Linked DNA regions of Mus musculus: region 2 is linked to region 1. Evidence: chromatin contacts called from public HiChIP or PLAC-seq data. All regions are on one chromosome and are shown on one strand. Each heading gives the region's core, a stretch centred on a gene start, on an enhancer-like site or on the middle of the called end of the contact. The rest is flanking DNA. Distances are from core to core; before and after follow the strand shown. Region 1 holds the start of Wasf2 (WAS protein family, member 2). Region 2 overlaps Ahdc1 (AT hook, DNA binding motif, containing 1).

The links. HiChIP or PLAC-seq counts read pairs in DNA pulled down with a chosen protein or histone mark.
Region 2: an H3K4me3 HiChIP or PLAC-seq map of embryonic stem cells shows a contact between it and region 1, with 6 times the contacts expected there. The contact joins the enhancer-like site here to the promoter of Wasf2 in region 1. A contact is called at or near these places in 3 of 39 promoter capture datasets (embryonic stem cells and neural stem cells), 6 of 484 Hi-C or Micro-C datasets (CD8 T cells, embryonic stem cells, nephron progenitors and 1 more), 14 of 115 datasets of contacts at active chromatin or transcription factors (the HPC-7 cell line, the SCID.adh cell line, bone marrow-derived macrophages and 9 more) and 3 of 9 other capture datasets (adipose tissue, embryonic stem cells and liver).

What each region holds. Positions count from the first base shown.
Region 1 is chr4:133,126,252-133,133,387 of GRCm38.p6, reverse strand. It overlaps Wasf2 (WAS protein family, member 2), which reads right to left and starts at 2,755. Exons shown (of 9, transcript NM_153423.6): 1 at 2,660-2,755.
Region 2 is chr4:133,036,042-133,043,177 of GRCm38.p6, reverse strand. The region is part of intron 2 of Ahdc1 (AT hook, DNA binding motif, containing 1); the gene reads right to left. Among named protein-coding and RNA genes, the nearest start is that of Ahdc1, 28 kb to the right of the region's middle. Within about 2 kb of position 4,152, at least 206 of the 459 cell types and tissues checked have an H3K27ac peak or open chromatin away from gene starts, as enhancers often do. A contact at or near this core is called in bone marrow-derived macrophages, craniofacial prominence, embryonic stem cells and 7 more, where this site is marked.

The sequences.
Region 1 (7,136 bases), core at 1,506-4,005:
GACAGAGAGGGTGGTGATGTAATTCAGCTGGAAAGAGTGTCTGCTTAGCAGAACCATAAACAGAAAAAGGTGGGGGTGGGGGTCATTGTACTTTTATCAAAACAAGTACAGAGAGAGTGCTAAAAGGCATACTTCGGAATCTGAGAGAAAACGCCCACTGACTACATTTTAATTAAAGTAAAAGTTTTACATCACAGGAAAAAAAGTTTTCTACACAACACTATTTTCAGACACTGAAATCAACTTTGCTGTACAATATTTACTGTATATCTTGCTTGCATGTATGCATGTGCAGTGTGCATGTGCAGGCTGCCTGACATCAGAAGTGGAAATCAGATCCTCTGGAACTAAAGTCACACACATTCACACAAAGCCAAATGCTCATACAGACAATTAAAGGTAAAATAAAATATATTTTTTTAAAAAGACACAAGGGGCTGAGGAGATGGCTCAGCAGGTAAGAGCACTTGTTGCTCTGGCAGAGGACATAAGTCACTACATAAGTTGTGTGATTCACAACCATTTAAAAAAAAAAAAACCTTAAATGTCAAAAACCAAGTGGAGTATGCTAATGCTTGATGCCTATAATCCCAACATTTGGGAGTCTGACACAGGAAAATACTGGGATCAAGGTAAGCCTGAGTTACATAGGAAGACCCAGACTCATAAATAAATAAATAAATAAATAAATAAATAAATAAATAAATAAATAAATAAATAGCAACATTAAAAAGAAAATGACAACATGGATATAATTAAATGGGCAAACATATTTTTCAAGTGCTGGTGGCTTTGCACCCTCTAGTAGGAAAGTCAGATTATGTTAAAACCCAGAGTTTGTAATCACAGTTAAAACTCAGACAAAGCCTGGGAAGTATGATGGGGACAACGAACCAACAGTGATGACTCAATAAAGAGTCCCTTAATCGTTTACTCTGGAAGATTTAAGACCTAAAGTTACTTCATTCTATATTCTAAAATCTAGAAGACCGTTCTCAAAGTCCAGCCAACTCAACTGCCTTTTTCTGGGCAAGCGGTGCCTCCCACATGGCCCGGGACAGTCCTTACAGCTCCCTGACAGGAAGCAGGCTTGCAAGTCCTTTCCTTCCTTCCTCTAGCTGCTGCTTTTCTGGTTTTAGAATTTCAAACAAAGAAAATACATATTGGCTCCACAGCTCAGAAACGCCCTCTTTCTCAGCAACTTCCTCCTCGGATTTCCCTCCCTAACACTGGCACATGAGAACAATACCCACAGCTGGACCTGCTATTTTGATTAACCCAAAGCTCTGGCGGTTTGGAAAACTTAAGGGCTAAGGTACCCAGCTACTCCTACTCAAAGTCCACTGCCTTTACTCATCTGCAAGATAAGGAAAGAACAAAGAAAGAAAGGCTACACTTGAACACAGGCAGGCCATTGAAACTTTAGCCCCAAGGAACCCAAAGAAATTATACAACAGATGGATAAATTCTCCCTCCCAATAAAATGTAGCCTTTGTACAGAGGAGAGAAAGACACTCTGATGACACCACCTGGAGTCAAAACTCATGTCTCTATACAACAAATATTGGTGACACCTGCCTGGGACTCAAACGGAATCCTCTGCTGTCCTGACACACTTCGAAGTGATTTTTAACACTCAGAAATGGCCCTTCCTTAGTCACAAAGCAAGAAAAGGAGATGGGCTTATAATTAATAATCCTGAGCTTAAGACCTAGCCTGTCTCCACACCAAAAGTGAAATCAACTCTCCAGGCTAGACCCCTCCCTCCATTTATGACAAAGCAAACTTTGTAAGAGAACACTAACTTATCCCTGCGCGCCCGGTGCTTCCCAGAGGAAACACCCTCACTTTGGTAAGTGCCACACGTTCCGGTGTCACCCTGAGCAAGTTACTTCTCTGAAACCTACTTGACTTCCTCACCAGTAAACTTACAAGGACAGCTGGAAAAACTAAACAAGCACTTATACCTAAGGTTTGGCACATAGTAGGACAACCATTAACATTTTCCTTGGCTTTCTTCCTCTTCAGTGCTGGGCTTAAACGCCAAGGGTAACCCCTGATCTCTGAATCTATGAACATTTCCTCATCTCAAAGGACCACAGGACTTAGCCCTTCCCTGTCACGATCTGGGTAGCACCCATGCATTGGTACCAGTGGCCCGTAAGCCAAGGCTCCTTTCTGTAGGGCTCATTCTGTGCACATGTGCGCGTGCTCACACACTCCTCCACAATGTCCCTACCCCCAGCCTAGCAGCCAGGGTCCCCAAAGAGCACCTCAATTACTTTATGGTCCAAATATGGAAACTGAGGCTCAGCCTGGAGATGAACTTGTCCAGGAGCTCGGGGAGTTGCTGAGACCCAATTCACAGGCTTCGGTGAAGTCTATTTACAAATGGTAAACTGAGGCCCGAAGACGGAAGTGACTTGCTCAAGAACACACAGTGGGTTGGTGGTAGGGCCACTTTCGCCGACCCTCCCTAGTCTCCGAAGGGCACTCTGGGTCACCACCACCCCTGAGGTGTCGCCACGGCGCTGACAACACACGAGCCGCACCAGCGACCGTCAGAGCAGACACCCGGTGCCACCGGACCCTTGCAGGGGTGGCCGGGCCGGCGCTCGCCTCTCACAGCCGGGCGCGCCCAGGGGGACTTGTTGCTCACCTGACCTCGCGCAGTCGCCCTCAGCGACATGAAGGGCTGGGCAGCCGGTCCGCGTCCCCACGGAGAACGCTCCAGCCTACTGCTTCGCGGGCTGCTACTCAGCCGGACGCCCCCCTCAGCGCGCTACGCCCCCAGCCGCACTCCACCGGCCTGAGTCCGCCATTACGCGATTTCCCCGCCCCGGGACGCAGCCACACCCCGCCAACCGTTCTGATTGGCTCCCTGCCCCACCCGCCCGGAGCCCCCAGCTATCCCATTGGTCTGAATCCAATGCCAATTAAATAAGTACGCAAAAGACGTATTCAAAGGTAGTGTCCCGGGAACTCCACCCGAGCGACTTCCGCAATCGGAGTAAACAGAGGCGAGGACAAACCAAGTGAAGTGGAGATGGGACTAAAGGTACATCGACGCCCAAGTTTAAGTACAAAAATATCTGCTAAGACAGGGAAAGACCTCGGCTAACATGTATTGAAACACGATTTATTTTTATTAGAGTCCAGAGAGCCAGCCTGTTTTTTGTGTAAAGAACAGGCCGAGCCTATGAACTTTCTGTAGACACCCCTCAAGTGGCAGATCGTTCTGTCCCTTCACGCCTTGTCCCAAGCGGGACCGAAAGTCGGGTGGGGGCGAGTGAGTCATAGGCTTCAGCTCACCCCAAAGGATAGGTATTCGGGTGAAGCTGGCATCCTGAGATTGGGAGCTAGTTCTGAGAGGCCACTGTCAGGTGAGCCAAACACCTGTCACTTCACTCTGCAACTTCGGACAACTGCTGCCTACCTAGTTCTCACTTTGTTCTACAAAATAGATGCAGTAGGCCCTGGCACGTCCCAGTCCATGAAGGTGGGCAGTTTGAGAATACACTCCCAAGTGACTTATAGAATACAAAATGCTGCGGCTGGGTGACAACGTGACGAGTCCGGCTTAGCACATTTAGTATACTAGAGCATCTCTGTAGAGCAGGTATTGGCCTCTTGTGGAAGAATGGATCTTAGGCAGGCTTTGTTACCGCCACGTCTGCCTCCCTCTTTGCTTCCTTTCAAAAAGGGTGCACGGTGTGAGGGCGGTGGGGTGGAGGTCACGACACGACACGGCTCAGTCAGTAAAGTGCTGCTTTGAAAGAATGAGGACCTGCGTTTGAGAACTCAGATTCCAAACAAAGCCTAACAGGCCCGATGATACTGACTTCGCAGCGCTGGGGAGGCAGAGACAGGCAGAGCTCTAGCTCACAGGCCCAGCCTAGCCTAGCCTGCTCCTCCAGACTGGGCCAATGAGAGAGCCAGTTACTAAAACCAAGGTAAAAGTTGCCTGAAGAACAGCACCTGAGGTGATTCTCTGGCCTGCACTGGTCCATCCTCACATACAACATACACGCACACATACAACACCCTGAATACTTGATACAGTTTTCCCGCAGCCACCCAGCTAGTTGGAAATGACCACAGAACTCAGACCTACACCACTTAGCATCTATTCCTGTATTTCTTACTCTGTGACATCTTGTCACCTGAAAATGGCTTTTTTTTTTCTCATCCCCTTAACAGGCCAGGATGGTCCTAAGGGTGCTGGGTGACTGTTTCTTTCACTCTGGTCACTGTAAAACCAGCTAGACCAATATTCTTGTGGAAAAGTGGCCAGGCAGTGGTGGCACACGCCTTTAATCCCAGCACTTGGGAGGCAGAGGCAGGCAGATTTTTGAGTTCGAGGCCAGCCTGGTCTACAGAGTGAGTTCCAGGATAGCCAAGGCTACAGAGAGAAACCCTGTCTCAAAAAACCAAAAAAAAAAAAAAAAAAAAAAAGAAGAAGAAAAGTGCCCCCAGAGATATGGTCAACTTGTTCCTAGCGTTCTAAAAGTGAAGAGAAAAGAGATGACCGGTCAATGAATAACCCAAACAGAAGCCAAACGAAAATTTCACTGGGGCCCTCAGTGAGGTGGCCGGATGCTGGATCTTTTTTATTTTTATTTTTATTTTTGGAACAGGGTCTCTCTATTATGTAGCTCTTGGCTGTTCTGGAATACTGTGTAGGCCAAGTTGGCCTGAAACTTCCAGGGATCTCCCTGCCTCTGCCTCTGCCTCTGCCTCTCTGCCTCTCTGCCTCTGCCTCTCTGCCTCTGCCTCTCTGCCTCTGGCCCTGCCCCTGCTTTCCCTGCCCCTGCTTTCCCAGGGCTGGGATTAGAGACATTTGCCAGCACACTGGACATCCCCAGGTCTTTGTTCAGGTCTGTCCACTCTTAGAACAGAGCTCTAGCCATTGAGGACTGCTTTGGTCTGGCCATCGAGGGCCGCTCTGGTGTGTATGTCCAAGTCCTTTTCCCTCCCTGAAGTTCAAGACTTCAGAAAGGCAGACACCACCAAATAAACCGAGCCAACAGGGCCCCAGCGACTACTGGATTGGTGTCTTCTGGGCTTGAATTGGGACACTCAGTCTGACATGTGACTGTTTAAATCCCCGCTGTGACTGTTAAGTGAAGGAGGGCAAGCTGTGTAAATGACAGTGGCTTTGGGATCAGACTGACCTAAGATCAGGACAGAACTCCACCACTTCCAGTCTCTCTACGCCTCACTGACTTGTTCTCTAAAACATGGACACCAAGGGGCTAAGACACGGCTCAGTGGTTAAGAGCACTCGCCACTGGCAGACAATCCAGGTTCAGTTTCTGGCACTCACAAAGTGAGTCACAGCCACCTGTAACTTCAGTTCCAGGGGACTAGGACACCCTCTTCTGACCTCTAAGGGCACTACATATACCTGGTGCACACACATAGGTTGAAGCAAACATGCACATGAAAGAAAATAATTAAACCTTAAAAAAAATTGTGTGCAGTTGTGAGCATTCAGCGAATTAATGGCAGAATGAATGGGTGGGCAAAGCTCCCAGTGATCATTTGTTTACTAAAGGATTCATCCATTCAGTAGAAACTACTGAGGTGGTTCAACAGGTAAAAGCGCTTGCTGCCAAGCCTGGTAACTGAAATTCACTCCCCAGAACCCACCTGGTGGAAAGAGAGAATCAACGTTCATGCATAGGCCTTGGCATGTCTATGCCATTACATGCCATTACACATGCACGCATACAAACACACACACACACACACACACAGCACATAGACGCTTAAAAACTGCTAAGCACTTACAATCTGCAAAGCACCACGGGAATGGACAGCTGCAAAGTTGAGCAAATCAGACTCAGACCCTCATGGAACTTGGATTCCAAGTTAAATAAGTGACCAGGCTCATGAAAATACACCGTGGAAGGGAACAAGAAGGCAGAACAAGAAGCAACCTGTTTAGCAGAGTGAATGTTGGGATGGATCAGGTCAGAGGAAGCACCCCTCAGTAGGTGATATCTGGGGTGAATGGATAAACAGTGGGGAGGAGTGTCTGCCCATAAATGAGCTGGAAGCTGGAAAAGGTGGAACACATCAAAAGTCAAGGGGTGCAGAAGGAATGAAGCCACAAGGAGAGTGACATCAGGGAGGCAGGGCAGAGGAAACGTGACCTTCAGATCCTGTTATTGCTAAATAGATAAGAATGTTATGGGGGTAGGACCTGACTTTGAAAGTGGAGCTGTTCTCCTAGAATCTTGGCACTGCACTAAAAGAAGGAATCGTCAAGGTAGACTCGCTTGTGTCTGAACCTTGACTGTTACCAGTGCTCCCGGGCTTGAGTGACCTTGAACAGTCACCAAACCTTGCTGTACCTCTTCTACTCTTTGGAGAGCTGAAGATTGGATGTGATGGAAGGTCACAAGGCTGAGGTGACGATTTACCTTCACCGAGGAAATGGGAGTTTGCTCTTTCTTCCTTTCTTTCTTTCTTTCTCTCAAGATTTATTTATTTATTATGAGTACACTGTCGCTGTCTTCAGACACACCAGAAGAGGGCATTAGATCCCATTACAGATGGCTGTGAGCCACCATGTGGTTCCTGGGAATTGAACTCAGGACCTCTGGAAGAGCAACTGGTGCTCTTTCCATCTCTCCAGCCCAATGTATAGCCCAGGCTGGTCTCAAATCTGTGATCCTCCTGTCTCTGCAACTTCAGCAACTCCTACCTGTGTGTGCCATAACTGGCAAAAGTTACTTTTACATCGGGCTGGCGAGATGGCTCAGTGGGTAAGAGCAATGACTGCTCTTCTGTTTGTTTTTGTTTTTGTTTTTCGAGAGAGGGTTTCTCTGTATAGCCCTGGCTGTCCTGGAACTCACTTTGTAGACCAGGCTGGCCTTGAACTCAGAAATCTGCTTGCCTCTGCCTCCCGAGTGCTGGGACTAAAGGCATGTGCCACCACACCCGGCTCTGACTGCTCTTCTGAAGGTCCTGAGTTCAAATCCCAGCAACCACATGGTGGCTTACCCATAATGAGAGATCTGAGACCCTCTTCTGGTGCGTCTGAAGACAGTTACAGTATACTTATGTATAATAAAAAATAAATCTTTGGGCCTGAGGGAGCAGAGTTGACCAGAGCAAGTGGAGCTGAC
Region 2 (7,136 bases), core at 2,903-5,402, 92 kb after region 1:
AACAAACCCGCCGGGGTGGGTTTGCAGGGAGCGGGGTAACCTTGACACAGTTGCAGCCGTCGCTAATGGCAGACACACACTCCGCCTGTTCTGGGGGGACTGTTGCCGTTGCTAGGAAACCGGCAGCCGCGTGAATGGAAATGGGTCAGTAAACCTGGGGAGAGATAGTGTGACACTCGAACCACTGCAGCTGCTCCAGCCCACACCGAAATCCCTCCTCTTCAATATTTATCACTCCCGCCTGGGCCCTCAGCTCCTGCCAGACCCGGCACCAGCCTGGCCCTCAGGTTCTCCCCAAGGCCTGATAAGGATGGAGGGAGAGAAGGCAATGGTTGTTGGGGTTGCTTATCCACTGTTGGGGTGGGAGGTGCCTCGGGATGGAACTAGTTCTGGAGAAGATTGAACAGGAAACAGAATCTAATCCCACGGTGGGGAAGGGGTTAAAAGGTCAATTCACGCCTGTTCCTGACTTAGGCACCGTGGTAAAATTACAGTGAGTGAGCGGCCTAGGCCTGCCTGTTACCTACACAGGCACTAGAAGGGGCAGATTTCCAGCCTCTCTTCACCCAGTTTTGGGACCTCCCTCTTGATAGGCGCTATAGGAGTAGAGGCACCCAAAATTTGAACCAGACTGATCGGTAGCCTGAAAATACCAATTGATAAGCCCCATACAATCAGATGGCATCCCAAAAGATCAGGGGCTGCCTACTCTCTTAAGACACACCCTCCAGATAGTCACTGCTCAGGAAACCTTGACAACAACCCCACACAGACTCCTTCACAAGAGAACAACTGCAATTCCGAATAGTGCAAAGAGGGCAAGCCTTCCCCTCTGGGGGAGGCTGGAGCCAGTGCAGCACAGCCCCTAAACCAAGCCCGCTAGCTTATGTATGGTTGTTTTCCTTCCTTCTCATGGCCAGCCTCCTTGTCTAGAGCACACCCTGATCCACTGTCACTGCAATGACTCTTCTGGACACGGACACACACATCCCACAAGTTAGCCGCCTCATGCTCAGCACCCCATCCCTAGCAACTGACTGGTCCCTGACACACACACATTCCATTCCTTTCCCCTCTCTCTCTCTCTCCCTCTGTCTCTCTCCAGATTACAGGAACATAGAAGCCCTGGGAGTGAGCAACACTGCTCATTTGGGTAACAAGCCCCCTCCACCCACCAAGATTCCCGTCAGAATCCCTGAAGGGTTTGTTTCTGTAAGGAAGGCGCTCTAACTAACTCGCTCTCCGGGAGGTGTGGGGGATACCTTGACAGGGTTCTCCCAGTCAACTTGGTTCTCTGTGTGCTATCTCCTAGGACGCATCAGTCAACACAGGCTTGGAGCCTGTCAGAGCTACAAGGTGCCCGAGGGAGTAACTTACCCAGCCTGCGTCAAGAAGGGAACAGAGACACAGAAGAGAAATTGCCTGCTCAAAGTCACACAGCCTAACTGTTGTTTTTCAATTCATTACCGTGAGCCCTCTGTGGGTATGAGAAACTAGCCAGATACATGCATGTGTATTTTTTGTTTCTGCAGACAGGATTGCTTTGTGTAGCTCTGGCCGTCCTGGAACTTATTTCGTAAACAAGACTGGCCTGGAACTTGCAGAGATTCACTTGCCTCTGCCTCCAGAGTGCTGGGGACTAAAGTCAGGCACCACCACTGTCTGGCTTGCACGTTGTTAACTTCTGATGGGACCTGTTTTACAACCTTGCCGCCTACTCTCTAACCCAAACGGCAACACTTTCTGATTCCCAAAGAGGTTGAGAGCGGGCTGTGCTGGACTTCCTGGCCCAGCCAAAGGGCAAGTTCCTGAACCCCAGAGTATTGCTAGAACCCAAAGGTTTCTCTAGCCCATACACATAGCATTCAAGCAAAATCACTTTATTTCCAGGGTACCCATTAAGTATTATTTAAGTAGATCTCTGCCAGGGTGTCCCTGGGACGGTGAGTTGGATGATTTGAAGAGATAGGTGTTCAAGGTAGTTCTATTTACCCATATATAATAATTGGTGGTGTTGGGGATTTAAATGGAAGGCCTTGGGCCTGATAGGCAGTTCCATCTCTAGCCCATTCTGCAGAAAGGCAAACTTGAGGTTCAAGATGTCAAGTTTACAGTCAAATGTAACCTTTGTTGTTTTGAGACGGGGCCTCACTGTGTAACCTGGCTGGCTTCGACAGTACGGAGATCCACCCGCCTCTGCCTCCTAAGTGCTAGGATTAAAGTCCTTCAACATCAGCCCTACAGAAAGGAATCTTGGGCTCCTTCCGGTATACTAGTCGTTCTCAATGGAGAAAGGCCAATCAAACAGAAAACAGAACCAGGGTAAGTGGGGGTGGGGAGAAGGTGTGAACAACAGGTCCAGGTGTACTTCCTGGGCTGGAGTGGAGCCTAGGGGAATTTGAATTTGAATCTGCGCATCTGGTGGCGGCGGTGGGGTGGAAAGAGAGCAAGGAGCCCCAAAGGAAAAATCCTTCTGACCTTAAGCCGGTCTGGGCCTTACACCTGGAGACGCCAAGCTTTGTCCTCTGCCAGCCCCACCCCCCAGCGGAACAGTGGGAGCATCCGGAGGAGACCAGCCCCCACCTTGGGCATCAGTTTCCAGTCCACACTTAGAGCAGGCTGGGGAGGAAGGGCTTTAATTTAATACATTGTGCCCAGAACTGGTTTCCAGCACCCAGCACTTACAAGGTCTCTTACTCCGTGTAGATCTACCTGAACCTAACAGTAAGCACGGGTTTAATGAATAAATGAACACTCAATGACGCCAACGGCTCTCCCTCTCCATCCCCTTCTCACGAGACACTGATTACCTTGGGAAACCACATTATACAGGGGCCAGTGGAAGGCAGATGGGATTAATGCTTTAAGGGTGGCCTCTATCCTCCTGAAAGCGACTGCTGGTACTCAGGTGTCCTTACTGAGTTGGCCCCACACTAATTGCCTTACATGTGCAACTTTAAGCCCCACAAGGCCTAGTTTTTTCAGAAAAGTCAAAGGTAAAGGAGTAAAGAGACTTGCCCAAAGACACTGAACAGTGCAGGGCAGAGAAAGAATCAAACCATGCCTACTACCACCGATGCTTCGGTTTAACGCGGCGCGGTGAGCTCGGTGGGGGCGGGAATTGTAACTGAATCAGAGCCTTCGGCTGGGAGTGGCCAAACGGTTCATCCGTTTCCATCCGCACTTTACCAAACGGTACTAGAATCAGGCAAAGTTGTGGGGAAAGTAATCTCTGAACACACACGCGCGCGCGGACACACTCCCAACAGTAAAGGAAAAGAAAAGAAAAGAAAAGAAAAGAAAAGAAAAGAAAAGAAAAGAAAAGAAAAGAAAAGAAAAGAAAAGAAAAGAAAAGAAAAGAGAAAAGGAAGAGCCCTGAGAGGTCACTTACCAACTCCCCTGGCTTTCGGGGCTCCGGTAAACGGGACGCCCTCCCTCCCGGGTCCCTTTTCTGGACTCCCTGACCCGCAGGGTGCAGTTATGCCCCAAAGCAAGCTGCTGCCGGAGTTGGGGAAATCATCAAGGATGGTCCCCAGCCGTCCGCGGTCCACTGGCTCGGTCGTTGCCAGAGAAGGGGGCCTGGGAGCGAACGGCCTCGCCTGCCTTCGGCAGAGAGGAAGCCCTTCGACGCCTCGGCTCGAGCAGGAGGCGCGGGTCTGCCGGCCGAAAGAAGCCGCTCCGGAGTTTTGCCGCCGCCGCCGCCCCTCGAGCTACCTGGCCGCCCGGTGGCCGCGCCTGCGCCCCCGCCCCCTCCCCAGGAGGCCGCAGGGCTTCTGACTCCGGCGGAGGTGACGGGGCCGAGAGGGAAACCAGGCGGCGGGGGGAGGGGCGTCGCCTGCACCTGGCCCCTGTCCGCCGCCCAGGCCGGGGAAGGGCGGGCCTGGACCCCCGCCAGCCCCGAAGGAGCGGCGGGGGAGGGGAGCCTCCCGCCTCGCCCGGGGGAGGTCCGGGAAACCTCTCCCACCCCCGGAGCGGCGACGGCGGCGGCGGAGGCTACGGAGACGCGTGCGGGGGTCGGCCGGCTCGGCGCCCCCTTCCCGAGCCGCGCTGGGCCGGCTCCCCCGGCCGCTCGCGCTCTCCAGCTGCAGGAAATTCCAGAAGCTCTCCATCATCCCGGCGCAGCGCGCCGCCTGGGCTGCCAAGGCTCCCCGAAGGAGAGCCACATGCGGGCCGGCCGAGCGAGGGAGCGAGCGACCGCGCGGCCCGCCCTCGCCCCCACCCAGTCCCACTCGGCGAGGCAGCCACGTCGCCCGGCCCGCCGCTCCTTCCCGCGCCCCGGGGACGGCGGAATGCGTGGCAGCCCCGGCCGGGGGCTATTTTGAGCGGGAGGGGAGCGGCCCGGCCGCGCTGTTTTCGGCTTTTTCCTGGCCCCCGTCCCGCTAGCCGGGGCCCTCGGCTACCCGCGGAGGAGGGACACGTGGAAGGGGAGGGGAGGGCCGCTTCTATCCGGCTCGGGGCTGGGGAGGGCCCGGGAGACACCCGGCCCGACTCGCTTGCTCGGCCGGTCGAGCGGCAGAATTGCTAACACCGCCTGATTGCGGCTGGTGGCTGCGAGGCGCCCGCTACCTGCACGCCCCTCCTCCGGTGAGCGCCCGCGGCCCGGGCACTCCCTCCCCAGCGGCGGACTCAGGCCTCACTGGATAGCGCCGCCGAGCACCAGTGGCCAATCACCGGCCTCGATTTCCTTACCTGTAAGTTGGGATGAGCTACCCGGCTTTATTCGGAGAGTACCTTATTCACTTTGCCGTGCGCCTTTTCCTGAGCAAAACTTTTTTTTTTGAGGGGGGAGGGATATTTATTGAGAGGGATTTAAAAATCCCCCCTTTCAGAGTAAAAGTCCCTTACACCAAAACAGTGTATTTTCATACATTTACATCTAGCGCCTACTTCATATTAGTGGCCAACAACATGCACACTGGCTCTGCAGTATCAAAGAGCATTAACTCCATTAAGGTCCCAATAAAGATACAGTGTTTCTTGCCGGAGGAAACTGAGGTTCAGTAGTGACCTGCCAGAGGTTTGACAGCAGCACAGCCCAAAGTCAGACAAACTGGCTTCAGAATATTAATTACTGACACAAAGTAATTAAACCTTAAACAGAGGCGGAAACTAAAGCCCAATGTGTCAGAGTAGGTACCCAATAGAGGTCTCCCAACTCTTTAGTACCCCGCTGCAACAGTTGAGTCGGTTCAGCACCTGCTGTGGGACAGCTAGAGGGTCTAAAGATGGATACCATTTTGGATGTCCAAGAGCCCAAAGACTGCACTCTGCTTTCCAATGCTCGTCTCAGACTACTTGGCCCCTGAAGTTAACTTGTTTATCATATTCCGGACTCAACCCAGCCTCAGAGGTAAGGGGTACAAAAATGAGAGATGTGACACAGGGCGGGCGGGCGGGCGTGGGGGGGGGGCGCATCCTCACAGAGCCTGGAGATGCTTCCTGCTCCCTACACACACACACACACCACTCCAAGCAAGGAAACACAAAGGTTGGCAGTCACATATCACACCCTCCCTCCCGCCCCGGAAACCTGGCAGTTTATTTCTGTCTCCGGGTCCCCTGTTTCCATAGAGTCAGTCCAGGAAGGCTGGCAGCAGCTGGCTTAGAGGGGCAGGGTTTCTGCTCCAAGGGTCCAGCTGCCACCCTGCCTTCCCCCACCTACCAGGCCAGGACGGACTCCAGAGTCAGAGGTGACATTGGGATGAAAGGAAGGAGCTAAGAACCGGTGCTCAGAGGCGATGCCAAAAAGCCCTGAGAGGCGGGGGAGCCGCAGTAGAGGTTCCACCTGGGGCCAGTTGGTCAGAACCCTGAGGGAGGGGAATCCTTTCTCCTCAACCCACAGCCCAGGTGCCTTCTCCTGCTGGGCCAGTCTATACCGGTGCAAAGTGGCTAAAGGTGTAACCCAACACTTCAACTCAATTTATTCCAGATAATTCTGCCTCATGATTCCTGGACCCTCGTCCCAAAGAAAAGGCTGCCACCTGTCACACGTGGCTTCTGAGAACACTGTTAGTCTCAAGTGAGAGATGGATAAAATACACGGCAGTTTCTTTAGTCCTACTATTAAAAAAGGAAAGTAGCCCAGCAGTCCTGTAATGATGATATGCTGAGGTGACCCTACCTTTGATGTGCTGCGTTAGATATGATACATTAGTGAATGGATTTTGCTTCTCTTCTCTTCTCTTCCTTAGAGCCCCCAGCACATGCCTGTAATTCCAGCACGTGGGAGTCTAAGACTCCTTTGCGACAGAGACAACCTGTCTTAGGAAAAAAAAAAGTGGTTGCACGCCTTTAATCCCAGCACCAGGGAGGCAGAGGCAAGCGTATCTCTGTTGGTCCAGGCTAGACAGAGCTGTGCAGTAAGACCCTGCCTCAAAATAAATAAATAAAAATTAAAAAAAAAAGAAGAAAAGGATAAAAGAAAAGAAAAACAGGTTTTAGGAAATGCTTCCTTCCTTCCACTGTGCTTTATTCTAGATCCTGTGCGCTGTTCTAGATCAGATGATGTTCTGGTATATGACCAAAATTCTGCCAACTCCAGATCAATATCTGTAGCTGTCAGATCACCCACCTCCCCAATCCAGACCACAGCCTTATGGGGGGGGGGGAATCTAAATCTCAACACCCCATGCTTCCCCATCCCAGCTTTCTGTGAATTTAGGCAAAGCCAGAGATTTTTAAGTATGTTCAGCCACTGTCAAATTTTTGGTTGTTATTGCTTCTTTTTGAGACATGACTATATTCTGTAGCCCAGGCTGGTGTGGCGCTCACTACAGAGCCTAGGCTAACCTCAGACTCAACATCTCACCTCGTGCCTGGACTTTCCTGGTGCTGGGATGACAAACAGGTGCTCACACTTGACTCTAGTCCAAGATCACCTTCCAGATCAACCTGCCTGATACATCAGACTTATTTGCTCAGAGATCACTAATATTAGTTTAAAACCTGCACATCCTTCAGAAAGAATAAGGCTTTTCACCAGGAGTTGGCAAATTACAGCCCATGGGCCAAATCCAGCCCGTGTCTATTTTATAAGTGAAGTTTTACTGGCACACAGCCTGGTCATCTGTTTATGCATTGTCTAAGGCTACTTTCAAGGTACCACAACAGAATGAATGGCCTACAAAGCCTTATAA